Linked DNA regions of Mus musculus: region 1 is linked to region 2. The links are chromatin contacts, called in public Hi-C maps. All regions are on one chromosome and are shown on one strand. The core of a region is the stretch at or near the end of the contact, and the rest is flanking DNA. Distances in the headings are between cores, read along the strand shown.

What was found. Hi-C and Micro-C count contacts between places; a contact is called where the count stands out from the background.
Region 1: a contact with region 2 is called in a Hi-C map of B cells, with 2.2 times the contacts expected there. The contact joins two enhancer-like sites. A contact is called at or near these places in 2 of 15 datasets of contacts at CTCF or cohesin (the G1E-ER4 cell line and large pre-B cells), 16 of 484 Hi-C or Micro-C datasets (B cells, CD4 T cells, the G1E-ER4 cell line and 5 more) and 7 of 115 datasets of contacts at active chromatin or transcription factors (bone marrow-derived dendritic cells, double positive thymocytes, embryonic stem cells and 2 more).

Annotation. Positions count from the first base shown.
Region 1 is chr9:7,779,561-7,785,558 of GRCm38.p6, forward strand. All of the region lies in intron 2 of Tmem123 (transmembrane protein 123), which reads left to right. It overlaps Mir5618 (microRNA 5618), which reads left to right and starts at 4,830; the gene lies at 4,830-4,880. Within about 2 kb of position 1,376, at least 74 of the 459 cell types and tissues checked have an H3K27ac peak or open chromatin away from gene starts, as enhancers often do. A contact at or near this core is called in B cells, where this site is marked.
Region 2 is chr9:7,712,262-7,717,779 of GRCm38.p6, forward strand. No RefSeq gene overlaps it. Among named protein-coding and RNA genes, the nearest start is that of AV064505, 19 kb to the left of the region's middle. Within about 2 kb of position 2,395, at least 10 of the 459 cell types and tissues checked have an H3K27ac peak or open chromatin away from gene starts, as enhancers often do. A contact at or near this core is called in B cells, where this site is marked.

The DNA of each region.
Region 1 (5,998 bases), core at 126-2,625, 66 kb after region 2:
TAAGAGTCTTAAAGCTACAAATCGCCAGCTGCCTTAGTGATGTTTGCTGGCAGTTCTGCTGTTGAACTGGATATTCTTTTGTTGGTGGCAACAGAGGTTCATTTGTATCCCAAATGACATAGGAAATTTTTCAGGTCCATAAAGGCACAGAGACGTAATTGGACATAGATAAAAACTGCTAGGATGCCTCAGGTGAGGTGGAAGGTAGGAAGAAGGAAAACTGTAATAATGGACAAGCATAAATGTGGTAATGCAGATACAGGTTATCCTCAGGTCAGGGAGGAGCAAATACTGGGAGAAGCATCTGGCACTGGGGCCATGTTGAGGGTGAGGTGAAAACCTAGTGCAATGGAATCTACAAGACTCCTAGAAATGGGGACAGGGCCCTCTCCTCAGAGTCCTACCTTGCAGCTGGAGAGATGGCTCCGCAGTTAAGAGTGCTTGTTCTTACCAAGGCCCCAGGTTAGATTTCAGCACCTGCATAGTGGCTCACAACCATTCATCCAACGCCCCCTTCAAACTTCTGTGGGCACCAAGCACGCACATGGTGCAATTACATACGTGCAAAAAAAAAACATATTGATAACACTCTAATCCCAGCACTTGTGGGGGGAGGGGATAGAAGCAGGTGGATCTCTGTGAGTTTGAGGCCAGCCTGGTCTACAGAGCAAGTTCCAGTACAACCAGAGAAACCCAGTCTCAAAAACAAGACAAAACAAAAAATACAAACCATATATTCATATAAAATATGTCTCTTTCAAATTCTTTGAAGAAAATCTTAGAGGAAATAGTCCTTGAACAGGCCTGACAGGAGGTGTGGCAAGGTAGGAGGGAAGTGACACAAGTCTTTTGAAGATTAGAGCTCAGCTGAGGGGAAGCAAGCCTGAGTGCTCCCCAGGGCCAAGCTGATCTTCCCTGTGTGTTCACAGTGTGAGTGGTAGAGCCCGCACTGCATGGTGCTGCCAGGCGTGGCACAAGTGGTCTTGCATCCAATCCAATGCAGTAACCACAGAGGTTACTTTATGGCAGGAAAAGCTACACAGAAAATGTGCCAGGACAGAGCTCAGTCTATTTTTTATTCTATTTTTTATTAGATATTTTCTTCATTTACATTTTAAATGTTTTCCCAAAAGTCCCCTATACCCTCCCCCCGCCCTGCTCCCCTACCCACCCACTCCCACTTCTTGGCCCTGGCGTTCCCCTGAACTGGGGCATATAAAGTTTGCTAGACCTAGAGGCCTCTCTTCCCAATGATGGTCAACTAGGCCATCTTCTGCTACATATGCAGCTAGAGACACGAGCTCCGGGGGTACTGGTTAGTTCATATTGTTGTTGCTCAGTCTATTTCTAATGCGCCTGGCCCTTGGAGGCTTTCATGTGGCTGACTGATAAGGATGTGGTATGCCCTGCTGTTCTTGACCATGAAAACTGATACAACCAGGACTTCATTTCCTCTTGTAGAGTTTTACAAAGATGGATGTTCTGCCTTCTCGGTGTTTCTCAACACTGATGATGAACATGTCCTTTGCCTTAGAATGCTGTGTTTCTAAGCAGGCTTCCTGGTGTTAGGTAGGATGTCCAGGTGAACCTCATCGACTGGTATGAAGTCTGGAAAGCAGTAGTGTTTCCAAAAATGAAATTTGAATTCTCAGGAAAGGAATCCAGAGTCTTCTGTGTCCTGTTCCACATTGATTTCCATTCTCTAGGATGACAGTAACAGCCCTGCCCAGGGTCACAGAAGGTGAGCTCTGCATGCATGTACAGTGCTTCCTAAGACATCCCTCAGTCACAGACATCTGTAGGGGTCTCTGTTCCCATTGTCTAATAGCTTCAAATAGCTTAAGTTAGCTGTCTGTCTGTTAGTCATCTGTCTTTGTACCAGGATTATGCCTCCTCTGATTGCCCACTCCACCCTCAATTTGCCTCTTATAATCAGTACTCAGCCAGGAAACCACATAATAGAGCTTGCTCACAATGTGTCTAAAGTTAAAATATTTTGTACTTTTCTTTTACAAGAGTAGAGATTCAGTTGTTTTAGGAATACATAAGCCAGGAGGAGAGAAAACTGGGGTCAGGTGGTCTGGGCACTCAGTGGAGACACTGCAGCCCTGGAGGCTCTGTGTGTTTATTATATAGAGCTATTGAATAGAGGGATGGGTCGTTGCATATCACTGGACAGTCTCAGTAACTGTAGTCTCTGTAGGGGAACACTCTTCAGGCTGTAAATATGGGGAAGGGGGGGGGGAGCTCTGGTGGACATTTTCTGCACACACTGTCAACACTTGGGTCCAAGAAAGGCTTTGCCATCCCTCTGACTCTGAGGCTATAAGGTCTTAGACTTGGCTGTGCCATTCAGACAGGGCTCCCCTGCTCCTTGCAGAGTGTGTCTTGTTTAAAATCTTTCTAGGCCTTTGGACAATTGTGGACATTAGTAATGTATGCATTTATTCTCTGAAGTGATGCTTTAGCATCTAAAGTAAAAACTCGAAAGGATCTTGGCCTCCTCCCATTCCTTCCAGTAACTCCTAGATACAGCCAGTGTTCACTGGAGTGAATAACAGAGAGACATGCCATGTTATTGGCTTTGTCTCTAATATAACTGCAAGTTCAGAGCTCTGAGCGTGGTTGTTTAAAAATATCCCATTATGTGGCATCCATATATATCAGGAATTAGTAACTCCAGTAGGGCCAGTTCAATGTTGGCAGTGATTATATAGGTGTGACCAAGTAGGAGTCCCCTCTCGGGTGACTGACATGGCCAGCTTATACGGGAAAGGTAAGTAGTAAGTGTCCCCAACAGCCTGCTTCTGGAGGGAGCTGTGGAAGCTAGCCTCAGAGGCATGGCTTGTACCATATTCTCTTTCTTAGAAGATAATCTCGAGACAAGGGATGTTTATAACAAAACAACAACAAAAATCCCTCACCTTTTGGAAGGAAACATAGCAAAGAATTTGAGGGTATAGTGTGGGGATAGGGATATATCACACACTGTGCATGTGTGGAGTTCAGAGGACAACCTGCAGGACCCTGTTCTCGCCTTGTACCATGTGAGTTTCGAAGATTAAACCCAGGTCATCAAACTTGACAGCAAGCACCTATGCCCACTGAGCCATATTGCTAATTTTAAATGTTTCCTATTTTGTACTATTTCATTATATATAGGTGGTATAAATCCAGATAGTTCCTTAGCCAAACCCCATAGTGCGTATTATATTCTTCTAAGTAGTTCTGCAGTGATCTTACATATGCATCATTAGCAGCTTGAGCTATAATTGACTAGACTCCTAGATGTGGGATTTTGGACTCAGTAGTTGTTAGATTCTAAGGACCATGGGGAATAAGAAAAATACCTGATTATATAACAAACCTATGTAACAGTACAGCTCTTAGGAAAAAAAAAAAAAGGTTTGAATACTTTAAGAAACCAGTTGTGTTTAGTGCAAAGAGCAGATGTCAGAAAACATACTGTCATGGAGTAGTTACCTAAAATTTAAGCCACAGAGAGTAGTATTATATGTCATAGAAACATTATCAAGTGAAGTAGTGTAATGAAGGCCTCAGTTTAGGACAGTGGCTTCTGAGATGGAAGCAGTTGTGAGAATATGCTCGCACTTGGGCGGGTGGAGGGGGTTATTGGCAGCACTGTCTTAGTTAGGGTTGATATTTCTGTGATAAAACACCATGAACAAAGTAACTTGGGGAAGAAAGGGTTTATTTGGTTTCCACTTCCACACTGCAGTCCATCATTGGAAGTCAGGACAGGAACTCAAACAGGACAGGACCTAGAAGCAGGAGCACAGAAGGGTGCTGCTCACTGGCTTGCTCCTCCTGGCTTGCTCAGCCTGCTTTTTTATAGAACCCAGAACTACCAGCAATGGGCTGGGTTCTCCCCCACCAGTCACTAATTAAGAAAATGCCCTACAGGCTTACCAACAGCCTGATCTTTTGGAGGCGTTTTCCCAGTTACGGCTCCCTCCTCACAGATGCCATTTTAGCTTGTGTCAAGCTGACAGAAAACTAACACACAGACTGAGGCGAACACAGGTGTTTCTGTTGCTGGCATTATAGAAACATTATCAAGTAAAGTAGTGTAATGAAGGCCTCAGTTTAGGACAGTGGCTTCTGAGATGGAAGCAGTTGTGAGAATATGCTCGCACTTGGGCGGGTGGAGGGGGTTATTCTTTGTATGCGTCAATATTGGGAGGTGGGAAGGGGCTGTGGCTACAGCCAGCTGGCAGGTTCCACCTCCACCAGAAAAACAACAGCAATCAAAGTTGCGAGACTCTGATTTTAAACCTGTGCTTTTCTACCTCAGGTATTTGTGACTAAGTATGCACACGTATTTGTTCCTGCTGCCTGTGGTGTCTGGAACATTGTCAGTGGGAAGTCAGTGTCTGGGTGAGCACTTCACAGGACAACGTGGCATCCGCTGGGCGTTCGCTGTTGAACAGATAGTGCAGCTGCGGCAGGCGCAGCAGGCTTGGAGGAACCATGAGGGTTAGCTCAGTTCTCTCGCTGTCACTCCTCTGAGGCTGTGACAGGAATCATACAGCGAAAACATGAACACCTGGCATGGCCTCTGGCTCACAGTAGCTGCTGCTGTCTAAAATGCAGTATTCCTGGAGAACAATAAGCATGTGTGTATTTCACTGTTGCAAGGTTTCATTTTCCATTTGTCTTTCTTTTTTTTTGTTTTTGTTTTGTTTTGTTTTTCGAGACAGGGTTTCTCTGTTTAGCCCAATTTGTCTTTCAAAGAAAATGTTGGACATTAAGTATTAAATTTTCTAGTGCTAGAGCCAGGCCAGATGGCTTATGCAGTAGTCTGGGGCTACCCTTTACACCGTGTAGTGACCTGAAACACACTATACCATGTAAAGGGTAGTTTCAGACTGTTGGCAATCCTCCTCCTCGTGAAGGCTGGTTACACGCATAGGCCATTAACCTGGCTGGACATAGAGACCTTTCCCTGTAATCTCAGTATTCAGGAGACTGAAGCAAGACGATTCTGAGTTTAAGGTCAGTCTGAGCTACACAGCAAGTTCCAAGTCAGCCTTAACTATGTAACAAGACACTGACTCCAAAAAACAAAAACAAAAGCTGTGGTACCTTTCCACAGTGAGCTGAAACCATCTGCTGGTTTGGTTCAGTGCAGTTGTTGCCTCCAGGGGCTTCATTGCTGACATTTGAGCAGACACTGTTTTGCTGACCGACTCTTTGTTGTGGGCTTGCTTTAAGCTTGTGGATGACCACATTCTTTTGTGGCAGCTGCAGGGTTGCACATGCCTGTTCTGTGTTTAGGCCTAAATCTTTTGTAACTGAGTGACAGGACCATCTGCATAGCCTATGAAATTGCTAGTACAGCTTTAATAGTGTTATCTCAGGCATAATTAGCCCTGCAAAGACAGACTCTGGTATGAGGAAGGCCACTGTCAATGCAGTTTAGTTCCCTGATAGAGATGAGCTGGTGTTTCTTCTATGCAGATTCAAGGAACATTAACATGTTTGGTGCGCACCTAGCTGAAACATGTATGTTTTAAGTAATTCTGAGCATGTTAGTAATTTTTTAACCTAAAGTCTATTCACAATTTTCCAGCCAGGAGCATGGTAATGGTTAGTCCTGGGCAGTAGTCTAACTCTTCACCCTTTCCAGCCACGGCTTCCAGACGTCATGGTGCTGCTGCTGCTTCGTGTAACATGGCCAGTTGGTGACTCAGGTCAAGGGCTTTTCAATCAAATCGCCTAACTTTACTGGACAAGTTCCCATCTGTATGTATGCCTTTATCTTGTCTATAAGTGGGAGTAACAGGAGTAACAGCATCTGTCTCAAAAACCTATGAAAAGTGCAAATGTTTATAAAATATATGAGTCTTAGGCACAGTGTTCACTAGGGAACGCTGGCAGCTGTAACAGAGGGCATGGGGTCAGCTTTGCCAGCACACTCCAGGTCCCACTTCAGTTATGGTAACTCCATGTGCCTCTCGGGATAGAAAATGCTGGC
Region 2 (5,518 bases), core at 1,145-3,644:
TAAGCTCTTTCCTTGGAACTCTTTGCATCTGAGCTACCCATTGGAAGATGCTGCCACTTTGAGGGTGGGTCTTCTCCACTTAGTTAAACTTCTCTAGAAATGGCTTCACAAATGTTTCCAGAGCAGTGTCTCCTAGGTGACCCGACATGGCCCCTTCAGGTTTGTCACTGCCATTTGTGCCTCCTCATTAGCTTCATGTACCACTATTGCCTTTCAGAAAAGTAGAGCCCACAGATATGTGACAAGGACCAGATCAAGTGACTGAGTGAGGCACAGAGAGTCCATTGCTCCTTCTGTGCCCAGCGTGACACTAAGCACAGCTGCCCTGCTGGTGCTGTTATTAATGCATAAGTAACATATATTAACAGAAAAAAAAACAATTATGCGGAAACTTCTGTTTAAATACTGCTCACATCCTACCGTCTAAGGAAACCCTAGAATTCCTCAATTTTTCCTTCAATTTGGGCCACCCCTTTTTTTGTTTTACTTTATTGTATTATGTTACTTTTTTAAAAGATTTGTTTATTTATATGAGTACACTGCAGCTGTCTTCAGGCACACACCAGAAGAGAGCATCAGATCCCATTACAGATGCTGTGAGCCACCGCGTGGTTGTGGGATTTGAACTCAGAACCTCTGGCAGAGCAGTCAGCGCTCCTAACTGCTGAGCCTTCTCACCACGCCTTATGTTACTTTTTGAGATAAGGTCTTACTATGTATTCTAGACTGATCTCAAATTCATTAGGTAATCCATGCTGGCCCAAAACTCATAATCTTCCTGCCTCCGTGCTAAAGTTTCAGATTTGCACACTCAAGCTTTGCTTACTCTTTTTCCCCCAGTGCCAGGTTGACCCAAGGACCCGAAGCATGCTAGGCAAGCACGTTACCACTGAGCTACATCGCCAGTGCCTATCCTTTGTGATAATTTCTTCATTTTATAAAGTAGAACAAGTGATCCTTCCCTTTTCAAAATTTGATGACCAATTAATCATAAAATGTGGTTGGTGGGTGTAAGAACGTGGCACCAAGACACACACACACAAATAAAAAGTAATGCAAATTTTGAAGAGATTTGGGGGAAAACACCTCTGAAGAGGGGGAAACAGTAAGTAGAGAGAATCCTGGGGAATCAAACTCAGGCCACCAGTCTTGGTGGCAAGCATCTTTATCCCTGTGCCATCCAGCTAGCCCTCCCCCAAGATCCATTGCATGTGTAATCCTATCTTGGTGTCCTCTTTAGAAGACCAGCTGACACCAGGATTGTCCAGTTTTCTATTCTTGTATGAAAATGACCCTCAAGCATGAGTCCCACCCAAGAACAACCATGTATTAGTTCCCAAGATTCTGAGACTTAGGGGCTCCTGTGTGACCCAGCTGTAGAGTGACGTAGATGGGTTTGGAAGATTTGCAAACCTCACTTATGTATCTGTTGTGCAAGAATTGAGACTACAAAGCTGGGTGCAGCTGGGACTATCAACCCAACCATAGTGTCTCTGGCATGCAGGCCTTTTGTTTTTCTTCTTAATATGTTTGAATGTTTTCCCTGAATGTACTTATATGCACTATGTGTGTATCTGGTATCCATGGAGATAGAGAGCATCAGATCACATGAAACTGAAGTTAGAGATGGTTATGAGCCAGCATGTAAGTGCTAGGAATTGAACAAAGGTGCTCTAACCCCTGGACCATCTCTCCCAGCATCCAGGACTTAATCTGAATATCTCTTCAGATGTGCCTTTGCCTTCATACAGCACCATTCCTGCCATACTCTGATGTAAAAGAAGCAAAAGACACATTCAGAATATAAATAAATACATACATACATACATACATACATACATGCATGCATGCATGCATACATACATGCATACATACATACATGCATACATACATACATACATACATAAAGGTGGTCAACCAATTAGTTTGAAGCCAGAAGAGCCAAAAAATTCAGAGTGATACTCTAAATAGCCACACGGGGTCACCCTTCCACTTATGAAAACACCTGCCATTTAAACCAATTCTAACCAAAAGCATACTAACTACAACAAACATGCCAGACAGACCCCACCTGGTGCCTCCTAGTTTCTACCCTCATTTGTCATAGTAGCCCAACTCTCAATGACCAAAAAGGACAGGGATTTGGTACTGATGAGACGTTCTAATGAGTCAGTCCCCAAACTACAGCCCTTGTGAAGGGAGGTAGAGCAATTTTGTTGTTGGCACATTTTTTTATTTTTCTACAAATGCAGAAGGTGTCATGAGAAGTGACCCCCGACCACATATTTGCTGATCATTTGAAGCCTGTGAAAGAGCAACTCTTCTATTTCCTAGTGAGCATAAGGACAAAGGAGACAGGCCCTCTGGCCCACTTCCTCCTAAGGGTCAGCTGTGGTCTGCTGCTGCCTTCTGAAGCTTTCATCGGTGAGGAAAAAACAAGGAATTATTGACTGCTGTTGTGTAGGACTATTCTCCCAGAGAAACTGCCAGTATCTTCAGGAGTCCAGGTGAGCCTCTTACAGGGCAACCATCACAGCTGTGCTGACTGCTGACAGTGCCCTTGTAGAAGGAGGAGATGGAAAGTGCCATGGGACCCTTACCTGTTCACCCCTCCCTACTAGTTGTGTGCACATGGCCCCAGTGTGGAGGAGGAATAGTATACAGGAAAGGAAGCTCTGGGTAGAGGACTCCCTCTGCCTCAACATGGGGTGTCATCCTCCATGCTGGAGAGAGACAGTCCACCAGAGCTGTGTAGGCCACCAGAGCTCCTACCTGCACCGCTCTCATGGGTCTGTAGGGTTCCCCAAATGAACTTTAGTGGACTCACACGCCAGCCTATTGGTCCTCAGGAAGGGGGGGGGGGGGGTGGGATATTGTTTACATCTCCCACAGGAAAAGAATTTTAGGAACAGCTGTGACTGTAACTTGATGGTAAAGTATTTGCCTATAATATGAGGTCATGGGTTTGATTCCCAGTATAAAAGGGAGTCGGTGGGGGGTAATAATAAAGGCCAGTGAGTTATGTGTTAAAGAAACAGTGCAGCTAGAAGTGCAAGTCCTAAGGTTGATTCTCCCACAGAGAATGCGAGTCTTGTTTGATTGTTTTTGTTTGTTCATAGAGGGTCTCACTGTATATCCTTGGCTGACCTGGAACTGACTCTGTAGGTCAAGTTAGCCTTAAACTCACAGAGATCTGCCTACCTCTGCCTGTTGGAATTAAAGATGTGAACCAGCACACCTGGTTTACAGTAGTCTTATAAATCTGGAGTGTCCTTTGCCAAGTCATCTGCACAAGAATTATTCAGTTTAGGCCTGGTGATGAAAAAAGACTCACCATCCCAGGCATTGATGGTGGCAAGAGACAAGTTTGGAGTGTGGAATGTCTGATGTGTATTGAAGCAGTGTCTTGTATAGCCCAGGCTGGCCTCAAACTCATTGTGAAACAAGGACCTTGAATCCCTCTTTCTCAACTTCCTGGGTTCTGTTATCACCATACATGGTTGACAAGGTACTGGAGATGCAACATGCTAGACAAAAATTTCACCAACATACCCAATTCTCTCAGTTCAAATTTCTTGATAGCAAAACACAGTAACATCTTTTAACCTAAGGAAGAAGTGAAATTTCTTAGAAAATATACCATTTCTTAGTAAATGTTCACAGAATCAGAGAGAAGGTCAGAAACGCAGGTTTAGAATATGAACTATTGTTGTGGGATTCTTGTGTGGGCAACACTGCCCAATAGGGAATCCCCATTTACAGCCTACTAGATCCAGAGTCCCAAAAAGAATTTTATGTCTGTGTTAAGATCACATATGAATGAGGAACATGTGTAAAAAGTGCGTGCCTGAGTGTCAGCCTGAGAATTCTCATGAGAAGCCTAATGTAGAGGAGCATGTCTGTAACCCAGCCCTTCCATGGCAAGACATGAAGGGTAGACAGGAGGAATGTTAGTCAAGTATGGAAAGGCATCCTCTGATTTCTGCATGCATGTCCACACTAACATATATACACACCGAATAAATCGTGTTTTAAAAGAGATCACATTTGTCTTCCCCCCTTACCCTTTGGGGACAGCTAAAGCTGCAGGTAACATTAAACCTTAATATAACCATGTTTTCACACACACACACACTCACACACACACTCTCTCACACACACACACACTCACACACACACACACACACACACACACTCTCACACACACACACACTCACACACACACACACTCTCTCACACACACACACTCACACACACACACTCACACACACACACACACTCTCACACACACACACACTCACAAACACTCACACACACTCACACACACACACTCACACACACACACACTCACTCACACACTCACACACACACACACACTCACACTCACACTCACACACAGCCACAGTACCATTAAGTCTGAAAGCTAGCCTCAGTAAGATAGTAACAGACTGAGGGTATGACTGCATAGACAAACTGGCTTCCAGAGTGTTTGAAGTCCTATATTTGATCCTCAGAACCATTTTTTAAAAATGAAGAAGTTAGGGTTAAAGAGATAGATAGCTTGACAGTTAAGAGCACATATAGCTTTTGCAAAGAGGCAAGTTGGATTCTGAACACCCACATCAGAGGCTTACAATTGCCTAAAACTCCACTCCAAGGAGATCTGACTCTTATGGAATCCACAGATTTACACACACACACACACACACACACACAGAGAGAGAGAGAGAGAGAGAGAGAGAGAGAGAGAGAGATGCATTATTAAAATTATTTTTTAAAGTGCAGTAATTCCTAAATTAGAAAGATTGTAACAAAATGTTGTAATAAGTCATTGAACTTAGACATTCTTTCTTTCCAGAATTTACCGTTGATATTTTTAGGACACATTTAGCTACAACAAAGTGAAAACTCAAAGAGCAGGTTTTATCCATTATCTTATCTTTCAGAGAATCGGGAGCATTCAGGCGCTCTCCCACATCGGCAGAGGGAGGCAAAGCACACTACCTTCTACCAAGACTTGCTGAATGTAAGATTTGTTCAGACCTTCCCCGTATTAAATTTGGAGGGAGGTCCAGAGAGATGGCTCAGCAAGTAAAGGTGCTTGTCACCAAGCCCAACAACCTGAGTCCCATTCCTGCAACTGAAGGAGAAAACCAACTCCCAAAAGTTCTTCTCTGACCTCTGTACATGTACCTGGTACAGGGCTAGAAGAGGACATAGTGAAATCTGGACTGGGTGGGATCATCAGTCAGCGCCCCCGCCCCTCCCCCAGCATCAGATACTGTTGCCCACCTGACAGGGATGGAAAACAGTGGAGTCCAGGACTGGCAGGATCCCAGCCAGTCCAGGTGGGAGCGAGTGCAGGGAGCTGGGAGGCCTTCTCAGACAATCTTAGAGTTCCAGCAAAGGCCTTCTCTTTAATGAAGCAGCTCCCTGAGACGATCTTAGCTTGTTCTGATTTCTTTATGCCAGGTGGGTTTGAACACTTATATTCTATTCAGGGTGAACCAAGCGTGAT